2 separate regions of the Rattus norvegicus genome follow, and region 2 is linked to region 1. Evidence: chromatin contacts called from public Hi-C data. All regions are on one chromosome and are shown on one strand. Each heading gives the region's core, a stretch centred on a gene start, on an enhancer-like site or on the middle of the called end of the contact. The rest is flanking DNA. Distances are from core to core; before and after follow the strand shown.

The links. A called contact is a pair of places that touch in the nucleus more often than the background predicts.
Region 2: a Hi-C map of the A7r5 cell line shows a contact between it and region 1, with 4 times the contacts expected there. The contact joins two enhancer-like sites. A contact is called at or near these places in 2 of 12 Hi-C or Micro-C datasets (the A7r5 cell line and the Rat2 cell line).

Annotation. Positions count from the first base shown.
Region 1 is chr6:94,944,745-94,950,334 of GRCr8, forward strand. No RefSeq gene overlaps it. Among named protein-coding and RNA genes, the nearest start is that of Frmd6, 130 kb to the right of the region's middle. Within about 2 kb of position 3,522, at least 20 of the 93 cell types and tissues checked have an H3K27ac peak or open chromatin away from gene starts, as enhancers often do. A contact at or near this core is called in the A7r5 cell line, where this site is marked.
Region 2 is chr6:95,164,663-95,170,252 of GRCr8, forward strand. No RefSeq gene overlaps it. Among named protein-coding and RNA genes, the nearest start is that of Trnaa-agc24, 9.4 kb to the right of the region's middle. Within about 2 kb of position 3,054, at least 7 of the 93 cell types and tissues checked have an H3K27ac peak or open chromatin away from gene starts, as enhancers often do. A contact at or near this core is called in the A7r5 cell line, where this site is marked.

The DNA of each region.
Region 1 (5,590 bases), core at 2,272-4,771:
GATAAATGCATCTATAATTGCATTTTAATCTTCTCCATTGGAAACGGTCTCTTGACTCCTTCAGCCTAGACCAATCATTGAGTCAAGAGAAAGTAATGTCAACCAAGTGACTCCACTCTAAAGGATCTTACCATTTTGGCTCCAAATCATCAAGCCATTCTTAATCCTGTCATTAGAGATAGATGTTCTAGTATGATAGACTGAATTATGAGCTTTGATGTATGCTTTAGTTAGTATTTTTGTTATAAAAAAATACCCAAAATTTAGATCTGGGAAATAGCAGGGGTGAACTCCTCAAAATTACACCTTCCAATGGTTTGCTTTAAACGTTGACCAATCAGATTTGGTTGTTTCCATATGTAGAAGGTAGTAGCTCTCCCCTGGGGAGTTCGCTGGAAGACATCTGCTGAGAGCAGTCATGAATTTTCCAGTCTGACCAGTTGGAATCAGGGCTCCAAGTGCTTCTATCCATTCAAAGAATGCACCTCATGCCACACAGACACGGAAGTCCCTAATGACACAGTAATGAAATGAGATGTTTGTCTTGCAGGCTGTTATTATAAAGCCTGGTAAAAATATGGAAATACACTGAGAAATAGAATTTTAATTATATTTTTTCTCAGTTGTAGCTATCCGAACAGAGAAAGAAGGACAGAATCTCGGGTTTGATTTTGTGTCATTCGTTCTGAACCAAGTTGAGTTTTCTTTCCCGAGGACTTGGTTTCAAAGCTTACAGTCACACCAGTGTCCGAGGCAGAAGCAAGTGCATTTCATCCTTTGCAAAGCAGGGAGCTCTATGCACCTCTGCTGCGAGGTTAACCAGAAGCCTCAGCTATTTCAGGGCCGTGACTGGGTCTCTGGTGGAAATCTATTCTGCAGATGCAGCCAGTGGTGCCAGTGGTGGCCTGCATGCCTTTAACCCCAGCACTCAGGAGGCAGAGGCAGGGGGATCTCTGAGTTAAGACTAGATGGAGTTCCAAGACAACCAGGGGTCAACAGAGAAACACTATCTCAGATGAATAAATAGATAATAATAAAAATAAAATAAAAATGTGTTCAAAAAGAAATGAAAACTTATACAATGCGCTGCTTCATTTTGAATGGGGGTTATGAGCAACCCACAGGCCTCCATCCCCCAATTCAGATCTAATTTTCCAAGCCTCATTATTCCTCTGAGACAAAATTCATGTGACCAAGCCAAGGAGATTCTTTAGGACGGGTGTGACGTTAGAAATAGGACATAAAATATTACGTCAGGTTTGTCCACATAAGAGAAGAGCGTCATCTCAGCATGTTCAGCTGACCTTTGTAAAACTGGGTTCCCAGGGAAAAAGGATTTTAAGGGTTTGCAGCCCCATGGCCTCTAACATCCCCACCCCCACCCTTTGTGCCAAAATCGCATCCGACAGTATTCTCCTTCAATCTGAGGAAGAGTGTACCAGGAAGATATTCTATAGATAGGATAAGTTATCTTACCTTGAGGCATAACAGACAATATTTAAGAACCAGGGAGGAGGGGGAAAGAAGCACAAACTTAGATGTCTACTTCATCCTTGGCAGCTCATAAGTAAAGGAGTCCCCTCCCAAGACAATGAATCCTGTGGTGCAGGAGAGACGGCCCAGGCTCAGCAGTTAAGAGCACTGTCTGGTCATCCAGATAACTCAGGTTCCCAGCACCCACATAGTGGTTCACAACCATCTACAAGTCTAGTTTCAGGGACTCTGACACCCTCTCATGACTTCCTCAGGCACTAAGCATGCGTGCATGTACATAGTCACACATGCGGGTAAAACATCTATACACATAAATTAATAAAATATTAAAAAAAATATTTTGTGGGCCCTGCTAGTTCATTTTGTAGTACCAAAGTATCATATCACTTCACAATAGATGTGGAATCTGGGTCAGACACATACAGACTCAGAACTTTAAGACCAGCTTCATATAAAGAGCCTCACTATTTCCACATTCGCCAGGGGCCCCTCTCCAGGGTTGTTGTAAGGACCTCGTGTGAAAATGTGTGTGGGGCTGTTCCACAAACTGCATTAAACACTGGAGGTTGTAATGGTGGGCCGCCTTTTTTGTATTATAAGTTTTCTCTCTAAGGGAGATCTAAGGAGAAAGTGTCTTTCTTATGACCTCTACCATTTCTGAGATCCAGAACATTCGTCTCCCACTTGGGAAATGTGAACCAGTGTGAGTCAAAAATGACACAAGCCTTACCCTGCAATATTAACTGACTTCCTGCCTGGGCGGAGCCTGGGAGATTTGATTACCTCATTGCCACCATAGCATTGCTTCCCCCCCGCCCCCTGCCCCCGGTTAACTGTGGCTATTTGGCTATATAACTCCTGCAACAGCAAATGCTCTAATGAGCCAGGCATGTGGCCATGGGGTTCCGAAAGTAACAAACACCTTCGGAATGACTCAAGCAAGCTGGCACACCAATTGTGACTTGCACACCATCTCTTATGCGCTAAGCTCCATTTAACAAATAACAGGCAGAGGACGGAGTGAGTTAGGTCTGTCCTCGGGCTCACTGCTGCACTAGCTATGAACTGGACAAGTTGACACACAGGGCACACACCACCCTGGGTAGATCCTGCATTTCTAGCTCCATTGCGTGGGGTATGGCAGTTAGAAAGGTCTGCTGACAGAAATGAGTAAGATAGACTCTGTCTGGATTCTGAGTCAGAACAAAGTCACTGGGTTCCAACTTTGACAGCCAGAGATTTTGAAGTCTATTAGGAAGGAGGTTCCTGTGGCCGATAAAACCCAGACCAACCACGGTTTTAAGATTACTTCCTACACAGGGGGAAAAAGGCATGGTGACCCTTGCACTGTAACACATCTGGTATAGAGAAGAGTTTCTGTGAAGGAGAAGCATTGGAGAGAGAGAGAGAGAGAGAGAGAGAGAGAGAGAGAGAGAGAGAGAGAGAGAGAGAATGAAAGGAGACAGTAAGGCAGAGATTCCTAGTGGCATAAGGTTTGGGCTGTTTATCACTGACAGATATCAGATATTTGATTACTAATCCCAGGGGCCACAGAACCTTTATTAATTGCTACAGAATATGTCCCGCGATTGTCCTTGGTACTGGACATTATCATTCACAAAGCTTATTTGTAAAGTTATCCCCAGTACACACCAAAGAATAATATTCAAAAATGCCTGCTCTAGGACAGATATCATTAATAAAACAAAAAGGTAAACTCCCAGATGGAGAAAAAAAGATACTGATAACATATCAAACAAGGGAATAGTCCCCAGATGCATAAAGGATATTTAAAATTAAATAATATATAAAAGAAAACCAGTAACCTACTTTAAGTATGGGCAAAAAGAACTGAACACACGCTTCACTAAAAGAAGCTGTGTGAGTGACCAAAAAACAGACGGAAAGATGCCCAGCCTCATGAGTCATCAGGGAATCACAAATCACAGAGCACAATGAAGTGCTAGACACCCACGGCCAGGAGCCGCTCACACACACGCCGGAGCAGCCGACGTTAGGAAAGCTGTCTGGCCACTCCTACTCGCACGCACTGTGTTGGGGCAGGGGAGATGGTGCAGCCATTTGGGAAAGAGCTAGGCAGTGCCTTTATAAAGTTAGTCAAATGTCTCTTGGTGACCCAATGGCTGCACTTCGTGTGCTTTATTCAGCAAAAGTAAAATATAGAATAAAAGACACGTAGGAAATTCAAACGTGAATATCTTTGTAGCCCCAAACTAGAAACAACCAAAATGCCCATCAAAGAATGAATGACTACAACACATGAGATATTTGTGCAGTGAGTTTAAGGCCAGCATTTGAAATGAGTGAACTCTTCATATATACAATGTAGATGGATTTCAAAAACATTATGCTGATCAAGAACTAGACAAAAAATAGACTAAAAGACTGAATATTTATGATGGCCAAAAAAAGACATGGTGGTTAGGAGTACATGCTGTTCCTGCACTCATATCAGGTGGCTTAGACACTGGTCTATGCAGGCACTTGCACCTCTGTGCACGCACACACACACACATACACACACACACGCACACACACACACACACACACACGCACAACGGGGGCAGGGAGGGGAGACAGACAGGCATAGAGAAGGACAGACAAAGACAGACAGAGACATATAGACAGACAGACAGAGACAGACAGACACACACACACAGAGACAGAGACAGAGAGACAGAGGCAGACCAAGAGTGTCAGAGACAGTCATAGAGACAAAGAGTTTAAAATAAAAAAATCTTTTTTGAGGCTGGGGATTTAGCTCAGTGGTAGAGCGATTACCTAGGAAGCACAAGGCCCTGGGTTCGGTCCCCAGCTCCGAAAAAAAGAACCAAAAAAAAAAATCATTTTTGAAAAAAGCGTACGAGTAACGGAAAAAAATCTACAGATGCAGGCAGCTAGAAGGTGCCAGGGAGGTGACAAGACAAGAGTCTAAAAGAACTCTTGGGCATGGTGAGGCCGCCTGTGCATTAACTGTGCACATTGGCTACACAGATGTGTGCATTCAGCTGAGCTAAACCCCGACACAGCTACGTTTTATAATATATTTTCAGATTGGTTTTTATAAGCACATCAGCGTACCAGAGTAGAACTAAGTGTCAAGGTGTTTCTCTTACATACTTCTATTGACTTTAGAATGTTTTTATTATAACAGAACGTAAAACACTAAAGTAACAGGGAGGCACTGCTGCCTGCCCACCCTCCTAGCTTAGTTATAGCTCAGGGCACATGAAACACGTGGCACCCTCAGATCCCCAGGAGAACAGGAGCATCCCCATCTTCTCATAGAGAAACTGCTCCAAGAAGAGGGTCTTCATCACTCCCTTACATTCATCAAGAGCAGTGTTTTGTTGTTAGAAATGCAAAGGCTGAGAGCATTCAGTGCAAAACGTCTAGCCAGGCAGTAAGTCTTGACTCCAAGCAAAGGAAGGAACAGACTTTTATTATTTTAATTACATGTCTGTGGGGAATAGAGGAAGACGTGCATGTGACTAAGGTGCCCTAAGGAGGTCAGAGTTTTGAGACCTGCCCCAGAGATGGAGTTGTAGGTTGTCAGTTGCCCAGCCCAAGTGCCGAGACCACACTCAGGTCTTCTACTTGAGTTTGAGAAACACCTGTTTCTAAGCACTAAGTTCTCTCTCCAGCCCAAAGCTGAGAAGGCAAAATTTCCATCAAAAGACGCTGTGATCTGATGACTTAACCTCAAAAAGTGTCAAGTTCCGTGACTCACTCTGGGCAGTTCAGAGTCAGTCTTGGTCTCGCTCCTTTTCTCTCCTGTGAAGTATGTGCTAAGTCCAAGCCTCATTGGTATTCTAGAAGATGCCACTAGGCCAGAACAGAGACAACAACCTATGCCCCCCTTTCGCCTTCCACTCCCGTCTTCATGTCTGGTGTAGAAGTTGACTATGTATTGTGGTGGGTCAGCTCTTTCTTATTTCAGCCCTAAACAATTTTGTTTCTCAAACTTCTCTAACTTACAAAGATAAATTTGTGAAAAAGCAAAAGCGATATTTATGTCTCATAAATTCTTAGCTTTGCAAAAACTCGTATTTGTGGCTGCATCTGGCATAAGCCC
Region 2 (5,590 bases), core at 1,804-4,303, 220 kb after region 1:
CCCACCCCCACCCCCACCCCCGGAGTCAACTTCGGTCCTAGACTCAAAAGCTGTCCTTGGACTTCTCTGGTGGGTTTAGCGCTTTAATTTCCTGCTGGATTGCCACTACTACCAGTCGCACTCAGACAGTAGAAATTACTCAACACATGAAGTACTTCTATGAGGAAGTCCTTTTGTTTGGTTGGCTGGTTTCGGTTTTTCGAGACCGGGTTTTTCCGTGTAGCCCTGGCTGTCCTGGAACTCGATCATAGACCAGACTGGCTTCAAACTCAAAGACCCACCTGTGTCTGCCTCCCGAGTACTGGGATTAAGGGCCCTGCACAGCTGAGAGGGGTGCTTTTATAATCCTCATTTTCCAAATGAGAAAGTCCCAAGGAAGATCAAGACTGCCCAAGACAACAGGAGTCCCAGTGAGCCTTCCTTCAGTGTTCACACTGTGGTCCACACTGACCTCTAGTGATCACTAGAGGTCACTAGAACTCTCGAAGTACTTCACCTCCAATCTTTGTGCCTCTGTTTTGTTGCTTCGAGTCCACTTTTCTCTCACTTTAAGGCTTACTTGTTTTTATTTTATGGGTATGTTTTGCTTGCCTGTGTGCGAATGAAACATATATCTTCAGTGCCCATGGAGGCCAAAAAAAACACGTCAGATCCCCTGGAGCTGAAGTGATAGACAATTGTGGACCACCATGTGGGAACTGAACCGGGGTCTTCCAAAAGAGTACCCAGTGCTCTTAGCCATTCCATCATCTCTCCAGTTCCTCCCCTCTCTCTTTAAAAGTTATCTCTACCCCTGCGCCCATCCTGACACTCTTTCCTCTACTCTGGGACGATGTTACATGCACACGAGCAGTCACAATTCACTCATTGCAACCCCGTCTCTTGTCTCTTCCTACCACTTAGGACCATGCCCCTTTCACCCTCATCTTAGCCCTTCAGTTCACATCCTGAACTCACTCCCTCCTCTCAGTCCATGACAAAAGGTTTCGTTTTTAAACCAAAACACAATGAAAACACAGGAACAGAAGAGATTCTTTGCCCTCTGTCCACCTGTCCACCCTACCTTTAGCATACAGTTCCAGAAGGTATCCATCCCAACTTTCTCTGCTTTCTCAACTCCATTTCTTGTTCCCCTGTGCCTCAGTCAGGGTTTCTATTCCTGCACAAACATCATGACCAAGAAGCAAGTTGGGGAGGAAAGGGTTTATTCAGCTTACATTTCCATGTTGCTGTTCATCACCAAAGGAAGTCAGGACTGGAACTCAAGCAGGTCAGGAAGCAGGAGCTGATGCAGAGGCCATGAAGGGATGTTACTTACTGGCTTGCTTCCCCTGGCTTGCTCAGCTTGCCCTCTTATAGAACCCAGGACCACCAGCCCAGAGATGGCACCACCCACAATGGGCTGGGTCCTCCCTTCTTGATCACTAATAGAGAAAATACCTTACAGCTGGATCTCATAGAGGCATTTCCTCAAGGGAGGCTCCTTTCTCTGTGATAACTCCAGCTGTGTCAAGTTGACACACAGAACCAGCCAGTGTACCCTGCTACCCCTGCCTCTGCAGCCTCCTTGTACCAAACTCCTGAGGAAGTTGCCAGTCTGCAGGTGATGGAACTCTCGGCCTGTTGGTAAATGCTTCCTCTTCAGGGCACTCTCATCACCCCTTGCTATGACAACATGACCTTCTATGCTCTTTCTATCTCAAAGGTCACCCCCCTCTGTCTCCTTTCTGGCTTCTCTGGTCCCTTTTGACCTGCTTTTGTTCCCACACTTCCCTCTGTGACCCACTGACCCACTGGTTTTATCTCTTTACTTTCATCTCTTCCTGGTTTAAACTGCACGTATTCAGTGCTGTCCCCCAGAACAAAGGGATCCTAGCCATCCCACCGCAGTCCCCAGCCTTGGATACCTGCTAGTCACCTCTACCTCAGTGTATTTAGAACACCTCAGATCATTATCACAACATTCACTTTTTTTTTTTTATTTATTAAACTAACTCCTTCGGGAGTCTCCCTATCAGCTGGTGAGGTCATTGCTGCCCCTCCCCTATCCCCCTTAAGCCAGAGATTTGGAAATAACCTTTTTTTTTTTCAGTGCTGGGAACTGAGGACAGAGCCACATGCCCTCTGGGCAACTGTTCTCCCTCTGAACTTTGTCCCTTACCGGGAAGTCATCCTTGATACGTGACGGTCGGTCATTTAGTAGACCCTCTTGTGTGGGTCTCCCAGATGTTTCTAGGTACATATTTTACCAACATCGTGGTTCTGGCCACCACTTGAACTACTGTGGTGTCGTCCTGACCTTTTTCCCCGGGGAACAGGGTTATCCTTGTAAATCTGCCTCCCCACTCTAGAGGGACCTGTGTTCATTTTTGAACCGCCTTCCCTGAAATCTCCAGGGGATCTCCCTTACTTCCAGCAGGAGCTCCAGCCCTTTGGTGGGCTATGCAAGGCACCCTGAGATCTCAAAACTGTTTCTGGTATGAGCGTCTCCTTCCCGCTCTGTGGACCACTCTCTAGCAGCACTGAAGTAGTGTGGTCCCTGCAGGTGACTTGCAGTTCCTCCATTCTAATCAGTATGCCTCTCTGTGACAATTTTTTTCCCACCCTCACCCCACTCCTCAACACATTTACGTCCGGCAAACAGCCTGGTGAGCAGTCAGTCAGCGCGGCAGTGGAGAGACCCAGGTCTCACTGGGGGCTAAGATGGTCATTAAAGGCCCTGAGGTAGGGTCCAAAGGAATTTTCCTTGGTCTCTTAACTACTACAGTTTCATCTGGAGGTATGGGTTCTAACTGCCCCCCTTTCCGGGTATATATTTCCAACCGTTTGTGCCTGCATCTGTACCACATTTTGCAGTTCCTTGGGAAAGGTGATATCACCTCACTTAAGCGCCAGGCCTGTGATCACCTCATGCAATCCTAACATTCTCCTGTTTGCTGAGTGAGATTTACGGGCCACCCATTGCTGTTGCTCTGGTTTTCCTATTCCGCCTTACCCAAGTGAGGAGGGCTTGGAAAGAAAATGAACATCCCACCAGCAGAGGGCAGCAGAGAGCCTGGACTCAGCACTGGCAGAGTCAGGCCTGGGTGTGTGTGAGAAAGGATGCAGATTAAAGTCCACTCCTATCTTGCCAGTCCTGGCACCGCGACGGGTGATAGATGGTGTATGTGTATAGACATGCTGAAACAGAGAACAGGGATAGAAACGTGAATGTGTGCCTTCGATGCTGGGAAAGGACGAAGGAATATATTCCAATTTATGACAGACAGGGAAGGGGTTTGGTTTTTTGTTTTGTTTTATTGAGATGGAGTTACTCTGTAGCCCATGGTAACCTCAAATCCATGGTGAGCCTCACGAGTGCTGGAATTACAGATGTGAGCCATCACATCTGGCAAGGAATTCATGAATTTTAAAACCTCACCAGGGCTCAGATGTTCCCTGCTTAAGGGAAGAGAGCTTCCCTATGGCTCATGTTGGAGTTGGGAGACCTGATTGTGTGGGAACAAAGACAAGACAGCAAGGTAGACACCAAGCAGAGAGGCTCTGCCTTTTCCAAGACACTCTACTGGGCCTGTACACTCGTCTTCCTCCACCCTTCAGGTCTCGTGCCAAGCAGAACCCCCTTGGATCTCTGTGGAAGATCCTTACTATTCAGAACTGAGGAAGGCAACTTATGGAAAATCAGTACTTTATCATCATCTTCCGTTCGACCAACTTTGTACTTCTGAAAGAGGAGAGTTGAGCGCCACCTTGTGGTTGATAGCCTCCATTTCAATGGCTATTAATAACCCAGCCCCAAGGCTACCCAGCACAGAGATCTTCAAGAGGTCTGATGCCCCAGAAAGTACAGCAGTGGAGAGACCTGTGTCTCACTGGGGGATAAAATGATCATTAACAGAATCGAGGTGGGGTTCAAGGGAATTTTTCTTGTTCTCTTAACTAGTATGGTTTATCTGGAGGTATGGGTTCTGATTCTAAGCAGTCTAAAAATAACATCCTTGGGGTTGGAGATTTAGCTCAGTGGCAGAGCACTTGCCTAGCAAGCACAAGGCCCTGGGTTCTATCCTCAGCTCCGAGAAAAAAAAATAGTATCCTTGTACAATGGCAGGAACACCAGACTGGAAGCCAAGACACTACATATCTAACTGTCCGTCTGCCACAGCATACACAGCTAGGTTAACATCAGAAGATGACAGACAGGGGCCTCCATCTGAATCCAAGTGTGGTGCATGTGTGTCCACAGGCTAAGAAACCCTTTGCTGAGTGTCTCCCCTGCATTTCCCCTGTGTTATATAACATATATTAAGATGGTATTTATTAGAGTAGCTTATAGGGTGTGGTCCAGAGAGTCCAACAATGGTTGTCTCAGTCAGAAAGGCCTAGATCCCACTAGTTGTCAGCTGTCCCCAGTCTAGCGCTGGAGTCCTGGAGATTCCCAGAGAGTTGACAAAATTGGATTTAATGCCCGCCACTGCAGCGGGATGGATGCTGCTGAAGGCGATCGGGCAAAAGGCAAAATTTCCTTCTGCTGCGCCCATCTGGGCTGCCACCAGAAGGTGTTACCTAGAGTAGGTCTTCCTGATTCAAACAGTCTGGTTAAGAACATCCCTGAGTGAAGTGCACAGCATCTGGGGTCTTTGTTGAACACAGGTGTAGTCAAGTTGACAGCTTTAAAGTAGATGGCCTCCATTTTTCAAAACTTCTGGTCTTCTCCTTTTTATCACGGTGAATATGGGAGGTAGGGATCCCCACATAAGCCACATGGCTTAAATACTTGGCATCTCTTGGTGGTAGATGAGTACAGGTTCCAGGGGTGTTCAACAAGTACCAGGCACTCACGCCACTGCCTGCTTATCCTGTGAATTCCCCCTTGTTTCCATATGACTTTTGGCAAAAATGAATAAATAAGATACCCTTTAATTTCTGACAATAAAAGGTAGAACCAAGACACACAGAGAGAGAGAGAGAGAGAGAGAGAGAGAGAGAGAGAGAGAGAGAGAGAGATGTTTTGCTGAGGAATTAAGAGAAAATCTTACAGGGCAGACACAGTGCTTGCAGTGCTCTATATGAACACAGACAGCGATGTGCTCAGAACTGCACCTAATCATCTCGTCTGACAAATGACGTTGTGAGGTTCATGTTTTGACCCCCTTTTGACCTCCTTTTGGAGCTCAGGCAGAGAGAGCTCGAGGATTTTGCTTAGGGTCACGTAGATATCCCTTTAACATAGGCCTGTCTTTCCCATAAGCAATGAATGCTACAGAAGTATCCTTGACACGCACAGACTGCACATATTTCAAGTATAAACCTGAGTGAAACTTGGATGAAACCTGCATCACCACTATCAAGATGATGCCCATTCTGTCCCCGTGTCCACTTCCCTGCACTCTTTGAGAGCTCTACACTGCTCTTCCCTTCCAGCACTGTTTTCGTTTTATACACCTTTATGCCACTCAGTCTCCGTTCTGAATGGCTTCGCTTCTCTGCCTAGTTACTTAGATATTCACACTGCAGTGGGTATGAGTAGCCCATCCCTCTTCCTTATCAAGTAGCATCTCTTTCAATGAATACACCGCCATTCCTTGGCTAT